Linked DNA regions of Mus musculus: regions 2, 3 and 4 are each linked to region 1. The links are chromatin contacts, called in public HiChIP or PLAC-seq, Micro-C and promoter capture Hi-C maps. All regions are on one chromosome and are shown on one strand. Each heading gives the region's core, a stretch centred on a gene start, on an enhancer-like site or on the middle of the called end of the contact. The rest is flanking DNA. Distances are from core to core; before and after follow the strand shown.

The links. Promoter capture Hi-C pulls out the DNA fragments that hold promoters and counts their contacts. A called contact is a pair of places that touch in the nucleus more often than the background predicts. HiChIP or PLAC-seq counts read pairs in DNA pulled down with a chosen protein or histone mark.
Region 2: an H3K27ac HiChIP or PLAC-seq map of microglia shows a contact between it and region 1, with 6 times the contacts expected there. The contact joins the promoter of Tmem176b here to the promoter of Zfp212 in region 1. A contact is called at or near these places in 1 of 39 promoter capture datasets (cranial neural crest) and 1 of 115 datasets of contacts at active chromatin or transcription factors (microglia).
Region 3: a contact with region 1 is called in a promoter capture Hi-C map of pre-B cells, with 6 times the contacts expected there. The contact joins the promoter of Zfp775 here to the promoter of Zfp212 in region 1. A contact is called at or near these places in 3 of 39 promoter capture datasets (hippocampal neurons, liver and pre-B cells).
Region 4: a contact with region 1 is called in a Micro-C map of embryonic stem cells, with 5 times the contacts expected there. The contact joins the promoter of Zfp467 here to the promoter of Zfp212 in region 1. A contact is called at or near these places in 1 of 39 promoter capture datasets (liver), 1 of 484 Hi-C or Micro-C datasets (embryonic stem cells), 1 of 115 datasets of contacts at active chromatin or transcription factors (microglia) and 1 of 9 other capture datasets (adipose tissue).

What each region holds. Positions count from the first base shown.
Region 1 is chr6:47,919,252-47,921,909 of GRCm38.p6, forward strand. Zfp212 (Zinc finger protein 212) reads left to right here and starts at 1,317. Exons shown (of 5, transcript NM_145576.2): 1 at 1,317-1,498. The coding sequence starts at 1,475.
Region 2 is chr6:48,840,008-48,842,665 of GRCm38.p6, forward strand. Tmem176b (transmembrane protein 176B) reads right to left here and starts at 1,367. Exons shown (of 7, transcript NM_001164207.1): 1 at 989-1,367. It overlaps Tmem176a (transmembrane protein 176A), which reads left to right and starts at 1,476. Exons shown (of 7, transcript NM_025326.4): 1 at 1,476-1,582; 2 at 2,197-2,394; 3 at 2,582-2,658. The coding sequence starts at 2,200.
Region 3 is chr6:48,600,696-48,603,353 of GRCm38.p6, forward strand. Zfp775 (zinc finger protein 775) reads left to right here and starts at 1,312. Exons shown (of 3, transcript NM_173429.3): 1 at 1,312-1,425.
Region 4 is chr6:48,444,480-48,447,137 of GRCm38.p6, forward strand. It overlaps Zfp467 (zinc finger protein 467), which reads right to left and starts at 1,346. Exons shown (of 5, transcript NM_020589.2): 1 at 874-1,346. It also overlaps a transcript of Sspo not described here.

The DNA.
Region 1 (2,658 bases), core at 67-2,566:
AGATGGGACAAGTAGACACACTCAACTGATTGACACGGTTATGGAGTCAAGCAGGAATTTGATCCAAACAAAGGCAACAAACAAAGATAAAATGAAGGCACAGACACACCCAGACTGCTGTGGGGGGCTTAAATGAGTCAGCGCTTTTAAAAAAATTATTATTATTTTAATATAAATGTAGGTTTTTAAGTGCCTGTTAAAACAGATGCTGAGAATTTTTTTTTTCAGCAGGCCATCGGCTTGGGTTCTAGAGAAAGTTGTTAGTTGTAGTCAGTGTAGACAGGGATCATTTGCAGAAAAATGAAGAAGGGACCAGTCTAGTGAGAGTACTTGAATTCTTAGAGGAAGCTATTCACACTTAGTGGAAACTCATGTCATTCTCACTCAGCATGTCCAGGACAATGTAATGGAAATGAGGCATTTGAGTACTGCAAGTACTGGGTTTGGGGGTGTTGTTTGGATCAATGTCTCTTTAGATATTTCTGGCTAGTCAAAAACTCACTATATAGCTGAGGCTGGCCTCAAACACCTGAGCGCTGGGGTGGTAATGATGTGGCCAGATGTTTCCAAGCCAGAATGCAGAACACATTGCCTCTAATACCCTGGCACCCTGGCATGAGGACTAGGTTATTTATTTAGTTTTTTTGAGACAGGGTTTCTAGCCCTGGCACTCACTCTGTAGACCAGGCTGGCCTCGAACTCAGAAACCCATCCACCTCTGCCTCGCAAGTGCTGGGATTAAAGGCATGAGCCATCACTGCCCGGTGAGGACTAGGTTAATTATTTGTGATTAAGGCTATCTTGAATTCTGCAATGCAAGTGATTACCATAATTAACACTCTATAATGGATTGACCAGAAAAAGCCAAGTCATAGGTGAGCATGGAAGAAAATCACTTGCCTATGAGAATTCACCTTTTCTTTAGCTTCAGCTGTGTTCTTCCCTCACAGAAAAGGGTGTACACATTTGTACACATTTTTTAAAAATTATTTTTATTTTTGACAATTGCATGCAAGTCCAGAACGTATGGTGTTCACATCCACCCCCATTAGCCTCCTTTTCTACTAGTCCCCACGCTCTCCTCCCTACGCCTTTCTCTCTCTCTCTCTCCTTCCCGCGCCTTTTTAAACTTGCACATATTTGAATCTCTTAAAGCATTTCGCGGAGTGCAGGACTCAAATTCAGAAAATGCTCTTGATTTTGAGAATCCTTACGCTTACACCCCACACTCAATGACTGAATTTCCAGGCTGCTGTTCCCCTTCCAGGAGCACAGTGGCGCAACAGAAATACCGCGCGGTAGGAGGAGCCGCTGCCGCTCTTCTTGGGGGTGGGGAGCGCTCCCAGAATGCACCTTGTATCAACACGGCGGCGGCGGCGGCGGCGGCGGCTTCCAGGAGGGTGAGGACGTCTGGCGGAGCGGCGTACAGTTCGAGCAGTATCCCGCCAGTCGGTGTTGTGGGGCGACTGCGACCATGGCGGAGTCGACGCCTACTCGGGTAAGGTGCTCCGGCCGGCTCGGGAGGGCCTTGGGGGAGACAGCGCCCTGCCCGGGGCGGGGCTTGAGGCGCTCGGTCGCAGGCTTGGTTTCCTCCGCGGCCGTTGGCGCCGGCGGATGCTGACTTCCCTCCCGGTACCCTCGCCCTCCGCCCGCCCGCCCGCTCGCTTGCTCCCTGGGTCCTTCTGCGTCAGGCTCAGAGCCCGGATGCTCTGCGTCTTTCCGCAGAAACTTCTGCGAGGCTTTTTGAATTGTTTGTGACTGCGCCCACATATTTTCCTGCTTCGTGCCAACTAGGGACTCGTTTTCTGAGTTGGAGTGAAGGCGCGGGATAAAACCCTGGGTTTGGGTTGTTGCCTTTGAGCTCAGCTACGGAAGACCCCAGGACTTAGGGCTTCTCTCCGACCAGTGGGGCTCTGCTCCGGTTGCCATGTTCTGCCATAGCTATCTGTACTGAGTTTGCAGCCACAGGTTGAAGCCTTCTCTCCTTGGGGACTGGTGTATTTGCTGTTTTTGTTTGTTTGCTTGCTTGTTTTTTGTTTTGTTTTGTTTTTACAAAACTGTGGGTGCGCATTGTTATCCGCTTACCGCCTCTTCCAGCTGTCTCTCTTTTCAGAGAATGTGAAGACACTGAAAATTGGTTTGAGGAATATCTTCCGTAACTCAGCGTTCATCTATCTATATATTCAGTGCATGGTCTTCGGAAGGCAGTCTATGCTCACTTCTCTAGGCCTTTGTCTCCTTAACTTGAATTGAGAATGTTGAGTTCCTTGTAAGCATTTTTACGTTTTTTTTTTTCTGGCTCCAGTCTCCTCATACTGTGTCACAGTAGAGGTTAACATAGGAAAATAGGATAGATGGACCTGAACTGGCTTTTCACTGTTGAGACAGAGCCTCACAGGCTGTCCTTAAGCTGATGACAATCTTCCCGACTCAGCCTCCCCAGTGCTAAGTTTACAGGTGTAAGTCATTCTGCTGGGGTTTGTTTGGTAGTGGTTGTGCTTTGAGGCAAACTCTCATGTGCCCCAGCCTAGCCTATCTGAGAATGACTGTAAACTCCTACCTCTGACTCCCAACTTGCAGATATTACAGGCATAAGTATTTTTCTTGTCTTTTTGTTTTGTTTAGTTTTTGTTTTTTAATCTTTCAAAATAAGGTCTT
Region 2 (2,658 bases), core at 117-2,616, 920 kb after region 1:
CTGTGGTATATATTACTTTTCTCCCACTGAATAAAACCACTGTTCCGAGTTTCCATAGGGCCTCAGGCAGGCCCATGAGGTCTTCATATTCTGCCTGATTACTTCCTCAGCGTGGCCTCCATTCTAATCAGCACAGAGCTTAACACAGCTTCCCACTGTCTCCTGTTATGGGCTTATAACAACCATTTAGCCCCTCTGATGGCTTGCCTCTGTCCAAAAGAAGTTCTGCCCAGTGGCTCTCCTGGGCAGTCTGGTTAAGCATCAGTTCTGACTGGATATTGACGGCCACTCCAGTCACTTCCCTTTGCATCCCTTCATGTTCTCCCCCACGCCACGGAGCACCTTCCACTCACCCGTGCACCTCAGAGCCGAAAGCACAGGAGTCTGACAACTTTTCAGGAGGGACGAAGAGAAACACAAATGAAGGCCTCAGGTTCACACCTTCCCTTGAGGTTCCAGGAATAAAGTCTCAGTTGTCTGGGTGCTGGCCCCCTCTAGACCCCCAGTGCTATCCCTGCCCTGGCCACCCAGAATCCCTCTGCTTCCTCTGCAGAGCAGGAACTAAAGCCCTAGGCACCAAGAAGCCTCTCACCACTTCTGGCACCGCTCCAGATAGTGGCTCTCTGATATCCCTCCTCCCAGTGTTCAGAAACAAAGAAAAAGAACACCCCGTGTCCCCACAGCTGTCCCACCTCTGCGTGGTCTCAAAGGCCCTGCTCTTAGAACGCAGGCGTGAGGCACTGATAACTATGGAAGGTAAAGCCAGACTCTGACCTCCCCAGCCTCAGCCCTGTTTCCAGAGTCACATCCTCTGTCCAACACATCCCTCCCTCCCCAGAGTCCTACAGGAAAGCAGAGATAGAAGGAAGGAGAAGCATCCTGAGCCAAGATGGAGCTTGAGGAGTAGACTTGGAGACTCTTCCAGAGAAGAAGGAACCCTATGCTTCAAAAGGGGGCTACCAAGGGGCCGTGAAGGGTCCTGTCTCACCTGCTGTCCTCTGCGATGGGTGGGGCTGGAACTGAGAGGTCTGGGAGGAGCTGGCTTAAAGCTGACCCCAGAGAGAGGAGAGCAAGAAGGGGGTGGAGGGATGGGGCCTGACATGGAGTCTCTCAGTTTGCCAGCAAGTAGCTGACAGGAAAGGGCCCCACTTGAGGGGGGTCCATCAGGAGTAGATGATCAGGCCTGCTGGAGCAGGGATACAGGTGACACAGATACACTCATACACCCAAGGTGGCACAGGCCAGCACCTGCTCAGAAAGCTCTATCCCTGACTGGGAGAGAGAGCACTGTGCAATCAAAGGATTCCACAGGAACAATCAGTGCCAACCCCAGCTCTTACCTCGCCCACCTTCTCCAGCTCTCCAGTGCCCAGTGAGGAGCTGCCTGCTGGAAAACCCCTAAAGGGGCCCTCAGTCCCAGCTGCCTGCCAGGAAGTGTTGAGGTCTGCCCATTCCCCCTCCCCTTCTGGCTCCCACCCAGGTTCTTCCTCCTGCCAGGGCTGAAGTTCTCAACTACTGCCAGCGCCTCTGTGTGAGCTCTGGCCTTCCCTGCTGCACACTTCCCCGGTCCCAGAGGAATCAGGTAAGACAGCCCACCATCACTTTAGCATAGCTCGTTTCCCAGTCCATCCAGATCCATCCAGTCTGACGCCCTGCGAGCTTGCTAGGGGAGTGGACACACTGGGGTGTGCCTCCAGGGACAGGTATGGCCTCCATCTCTACCACTCAATTCTGTGGGGACAGGGTCAGTCAGTGCTTGTCGTTCATCCAAGGAGATGGTGGCGTCTGGGTGAGGTGGTCCCTGGGACCCTGGTAGGGAAGAGATAATTGCAACAGAAGCTTATGGGGCAGTTAGAGGGGGACACTGTTTAAGGGGCTTGGCCTCTGACCTGGATTCAGAAAATGCTGGGGAGAAGAGATCCAATCAGAGGTTGGGTGAAGAGATAGGTTGTGTGCGTTCTGCTTGATCCAAACATCAGGCTCCTGAAGACCATGGCAGTGGGGCACAAAGCAAATGTGGGGTGAAGCGGGTACTCCAGCATCAGGCTTCCCTGACAGACAACCCTCCAAAAGAGCTGAAGATACAGCTCCACAGCCAGGGGCAGCCATTCTGTGTCTCTGTTAGCCCCCAACTCCAAGCCGCCTCTGAAACATCTGCCAAATATTTCTTCCTGCTTTTCCTTTTCTCCCTCACAGACGATGTCCACAGACATGGAGACTGCAGTCGTCGGCAAGGTGGACCCTGAGGCTCCACAACCCACCCACATTGATGTGCACATCCACCAGGAGTCTGCTCTGGCCAAACTTCTGCTGGCCGGATGCTCATTGCTAAGGATTCCAGCATCCGCTTCCACCCAGAGCCAGGGCAGCAGCAGAGTGCTGGTGGCCTCCTGGGTGAGAGTAGCTACGTGCTTGATGGGCCCAGGGAGGGACCCTCATTTGGGCCATATTTTCCTCTGGCCTCCTCTATACATCTGTCCTCCTAAGACATTGAGTTGATTTTGTCTGTGTGTACAGACAGTTGCAGCTAACAGGTAGCCCTGCTGCTGGAGAGCTGTGTTTCAAGTCCTCTCTCTTCCAGGTGGTGCAGACTGTGCTGGGGGCTCTGAGTGTGGTTCTGGGTGGAACCCTCTACATAGGCCATTATTTAGCCATGTA
Region 3 (2,658 bases), core at 62-2,561, 680 kb after region 1:
CTTCTGGAACAGCCTTGGTCCTGAGTGTCAGTCTGGAGAGTCTGTCACTCTGGATAGGAAGTGTTGTTCCTGGGCCACACTAGCTGGTGGAGGATCTGAAACTAGAATGCTGCTCTGAGAGGTAGGAATGAAAATCCAGAAAGGCACATAAGCAGGTGGGAAAACTCACTCATCTATTTCACAGGCAAACACATCAAAGTCCAGAAACAGAAAACTCTCTCTTGTGATGACTGCACATGAATTTAGTGGAAAATGGCTAGAAACTTGGCCCCAGTTTCCACAATGCTTGACAGCTGAACAGCAGCTGGGGGCCTAGAGGCTTGAACAGTTACAGATTGGTGCCATGGTAGGGGTTACAGGACATCCATCCTGGTCCCAAATGCACCTCCAAAGTAGCTCTGGAGAGAAAATGCAGTATCTTTCCAGTTGACCCCACTGTGATTACCCAGCTGCGACCAAACTCAAGGCAGAGGTGGGAGGAATTCTATCAGATGTATAGGAAAGGGTGGGAATGAAAACACTTTCCTGGAGGTGTTTGGGAACCAATCACCCTTCTTGGCAGTCTGGACCTGGTTAGCAGCTAGAAGATATTTCACTCAACAGAACCTTAGTGCATAGTGAAATTAGATGCGGTTAGGTAACCTCTTCAGACCTGTTTTCTCAGCTAGAAAAAGCTCCCCGAATGCAATGATTTCCAAAGCCACTTGCAAACAGCTCCAAACATAATTTATCATGACTCAGTGTGGTCTGATGATATGCTGGCTGATGATGGCTCACTGTACCCTCACGAGGCAAAAGAGCCCTGCAATGTGCAATAGGCAAGTGTGAGCAATGCCGCCTAAACATAGCTTTCAGGGAGTAAAGAAAAAGAGCCACAATAAAGTAGATATACTCTCCAGAGGGGTCCTAAAAGTGCTGTGTTCTATTTGGCCCGCGATGGCTTCCAAGCAAGGAAACCTAATGGCACCTCACTACCGTGGTACCCCGCACCTACGCCGCGAGTTCAGATATCAATACGCGCTTGTGCGGGAGGCAGAGCGCTCAAAGGTGGGCAGATCCGAGGCACCTGGTGGACGGGCACAGCAACTATGCTCCGCGGGGCACAGAGCATTAGGGGGCCACCTCTTCCACCCCAGCAGTGTTCAGCTCACTGATTTTTTGCTTAGGGCCGCGCGGCCGCAGGCGAGGTCAGACCCTGGCTATTGGCTCCGGAGAACAAAGGGGCCGCCCCGCGGGCTGCACCAATAGGGCCGGGAGTGTCATCTGAGCCGTTCAGCCAATCCGCAGCGGGGCGGTGCAGGGCGACCAGCCAATCACACGCGTCCGCCTGCCCCGCCTGCCCCGGGACTGGCCATGGCCCGGAGCCCGGTACCCAAGTCGCCCCTTGGGTAGCCGTTCCCGTTAACCTTAGCCACAAAGTCAAAGGTATTTATTTCTCAGGCCCCCTCCCTCCGAGTCCTGTGCAATTCTGGCGGGGAGGGGCGGTGCAGGGACGGACCAGCGCCGGGTCGCTGTTCCCGTGCTGCTCCGGTGTACCGGGCTGTAGAGGAAGGATGGGTCCCGGGCCTTGAGGCGCCCTGAGTCCCGCGTGCACCTCAGCTCTGGGTCCCAATTTTCTGTACCACCAGCACCCTTCCTAGCTCAGTTGGGAGGGACCTGAGGTTGGCTGGGAGGTCAACAGGCCAGGGCAGTAAGGTCAGGAGGGTAGGACTGTTGAAGAGCCAAGAGGACCTACTGAGCCATCTGGTTGTTCTGAGCTCCCTGTCTGTGTCTGCTTCCGTGTAGAAGAGCTTCTGGGGGCAGCAATCCCAGTGTTGGCTACAAGCGATTCTGCGAGGCGGGATGAGGGTGGAGACGGAGAACAAGCAAAAGGAAAGCACGCAGAAGTTACAACTGTGTGCGCGTCTTCGGGGGTGGTTACTGAGACTTCTTTCAAGTAAAATGACCGCAGCAGTCTCAGTGGGTGTGGTGTCTGGCGACACAGAGTCCGAATGGTCTCTAGCAGCAGTGGCAAGTTGGGTGTGGTCACCTGAGGTTGGAGACAAGTGACAGGCTCTGCATTTTTATTTGTTTGTTTTTGGTTTTTAGTTGTGTTAATAACATGAAAACATCCCATAGCATTTGTGTCCTGTCAGTTCCGAAGCTCCATGATTCTGTGCTTCTACCACTCAGTTGTGGCTGACGTTTATGTAAATGAGCCCTCATAACCGTGTTTTGTAATGGTTTACAAGGCTGGGGTCTGGACTGTGTGCTAGGGATAGAGGCATCCTGTATTAGGATGCGTTTGGTCTTCTGGTGGTAACAGAAAGCATGGATGATGACAGTTACCCCACAGGTACTTGTTTGGATGACACATAGCTAAACAGTAGTTTTGAGTTTCCCAAAGATGTCTGTCTCTGGCAAAGTGACCCCTGATTTGGACCAGGGAGGGGGTGTATGGGCAAGGTCACTGCAAGACAGACAAGTTATAGGTATGCAGGTGTGTGAGGACATAACAAATCTAGATATTGGGGACAATGGGGAAAGCTAACCAAAGACTATGTTTTGAATGGCCTTGCCAAGACATTTTTGTCTAAATTTCCAAGTGTTGGAGAGCTCTTGAAGTATGTCAAGGGGGTAAAATGTCAAAATTTCAGTTTTAGAAAAATCAGTTTGGAT
Region 4 (2,658 bases), core at 96-2,595, 530 kb after region 1:
CTCCCCCACTCGGGTTTCTTTTCCTTCTTTCCTCTCCTCAGTTCCCTCCCCCTCCCCCACACCAGCCTCCCCTCTGCTTCCCTCCCTCCCGCTGCTCTCCTTCCCCCCTCAGCGGCCCCCGCCTCCCTTCCCCCTCTGCCTACCCTGCAAGCTCCGGCTCCGCTTCTCTCCCCTCCCGGTCCCCAGCCTTGTTCTTCCCCTCCCCCTCCTAGTCCGCTCCCTAGCTTCCAGGTCTCACGCCCCCCATCTTGGGGGGGGGAATCCAAGCTAACCCCACATTCTCTGGACCTACTCCCTCGTTCTGCCCCTCCCCATACCCCTTTCTTCCCAACACACCTCCCTCTCAGCAGCCCCCTTGCCCATTTCTGCTCCCCACTGACTTCACGCCCTCTCCGGAGTTTTCCTTCTGACTAGACTCCCCCCAATCCCCGCCCCTGTTAGAGCTCCGGAGTCACTCCGGGTCCCGGCCCCCTGCCCTGCTCTAGGCTCACCTGTCAGCGTCCTTCGCTCCCGACCAGCCCCATCCCTGAGCCCGTTTCCTGCCCTTTCGCACTGGACCCTTCCTCTATCCCGAGGAACCCTACTCCCGCTCCTGGGGATCCTCCCCGCAGGCCCCTCCCGCCCTCTTCCCACCTGCTCCCACCGGGCCTCCCCGAGTCCTTGCCCTCCCCTCCAGTTTCCTAGTCTCCCCATCTGCGCCAGGACCCTCCCTCCTGACTCCCTTCCCTCCTGGTCTGACCCCCCCCCTCCCCCACACTCGCGTCTGCGCGCCCCTTCCCTCGGGGTTGTCACCTGCCGTGGGTCGGCAGGGCTTGTAAAGCTCCGTTTGGGTGGCGGGGGAGACGCCTGCCCGGGAGTCTCGGGTGTCCTTACCTGGCGGGCTCCTGCGGCTACGTGCCGCGGCCCGCTTCGGGGACCCAGGCGCTCGGGCCTCCGGTCCCGGGCGGCCGTTTGCACAATGGCGCCGGCTGCCTGCAGCTTGGGTGCGGGCTGCCCGAAAGACTCCGGGACTGACAGCCCTGAAACTTCGCGGGGAGGGGAAGGAAAGACGCGGAGGGAGAGGGTGTGGGGCAGCGTTGCGGGTGATCGGGGGGAGGAACCCGGGAAGCGGGAACACTGCTCCGGGGCACAGGCTAAAGCGGAGGGTCTTCGAGAGACCTGCCGCGGGAGGGTGCACTAATGGGCTTGGGTGCAGGTGACGGTCTGAGGGCAAGATGCCCGGAGTGTGGAGATGGAAAGTGGGAGCTTAGGACCGAGGAAGGGCAGAGGGGAGAGGAAGGAGAAGAAGAGGCTAGAAGGAAGGGCACTCGGGCTAGAAGGGAGGGTGCTCACAGCCTAGGAGGGAGGAGCTGGAGAAAGGTGGAGCGCGGAACGGGGTGGTGGTGGTAGTAGTGAAGAGTTGGGGGGAGTAGGGAGAGGAGGGGGCGTGTTTGGGGAGGAGAGCAATGTGTGTATGGCTGTCTTTAAAATCGCCAGTGGCAGCCGAGTAAGTGGTAGCGCCGCGGTCCCGCGGGAGACTGTCTGGCCAGCAGAGATTGGGAGAATCGGTCAAAAAACTCTCCACCAGGATCCACCCAGACCGGAGGACGCGATCCAAGTCTCACCGCGGAGACTGAGGATTAAGAACCAATCTAAGAGGGCAGAGAGAGGGCTCTCAAAGTAGAAAATGGGGAAAAAGGAACCAAGTCCCCGACTGAGACCGCTGGACAGGCATGGAAACTGCAGGGGGTGAGGTGGGGCGGGGCTGGGCGGGGGCGGGGGAGTGTTGTCCGTGGGTAAGAAAACCTCCTGGCGTTAGGTGTGGATCTCTCCCCAGACTTCCACCATTTCTGCTCATGGGTGCAGGTACTCCTAAGCCATCCCCCTCTGCTCTTCAGACACCCTCACCCAGCCCTGGAATTAAAATCTAGGCTGGATATTCCATGCCCTGTGATTTTTCTTCAAACTCCCATGGGCTCCCATTTCCGCCTGCCTGCCCCTGTAGGGAAAAGGGCAGATCCAAGTTACATTTCTCCCCAGTCCAAGCTTCCCTTGTCAGCCAAGTTGCAGAACAGAGCTGCTGGGAGAGAGTCTGGGAAGAGGAGGCCATTAAATGGCCCTCTTGGATAGGACACGGTCCCTGACAATGGCACCCTGACACAAGGATAGTGACACCTGTGGAATCAGGGCAGTGACCCAAGGCTAGCCTTATAAGATGGAGCAGGGATGTCCTCAACATTTACAGATAGTTAGAGTGAAATCTGGAGCAATGGAGACCGACCTGAAGGATCAGGAGGTCCTGTGACTCAAGATGCAAAAGGCTCTTTTAATAACTGGCTGCTTCACTGAGTAAAGATGGCTAGGAGCAGAGTTTGTGTCCCTCTCTGTGTGCAAGAATGGGCTTTGAGAACTGCAGTCCACGTATGTAGGATATGCAGGAACAGTGGCCAGGTGAGAATGTTAGAGAAGTTAGAAGGACACTGTGCCCAGAATAGATGCTGACCCTTCCCCAGGACTGCTCAACTCCCAGGCACCAACCCTAGATATCTGGAAGCAACTGGGGAAACTCATACTGGCCCTATTTTGGTCCCAGGCCCAATAGTAGGCCCAGAGGAAGGAACCCCCAGGCCAGGTGGGGTGCACCAGGTGGGGTGACCATGCAGGATGCCCAGTGGGACC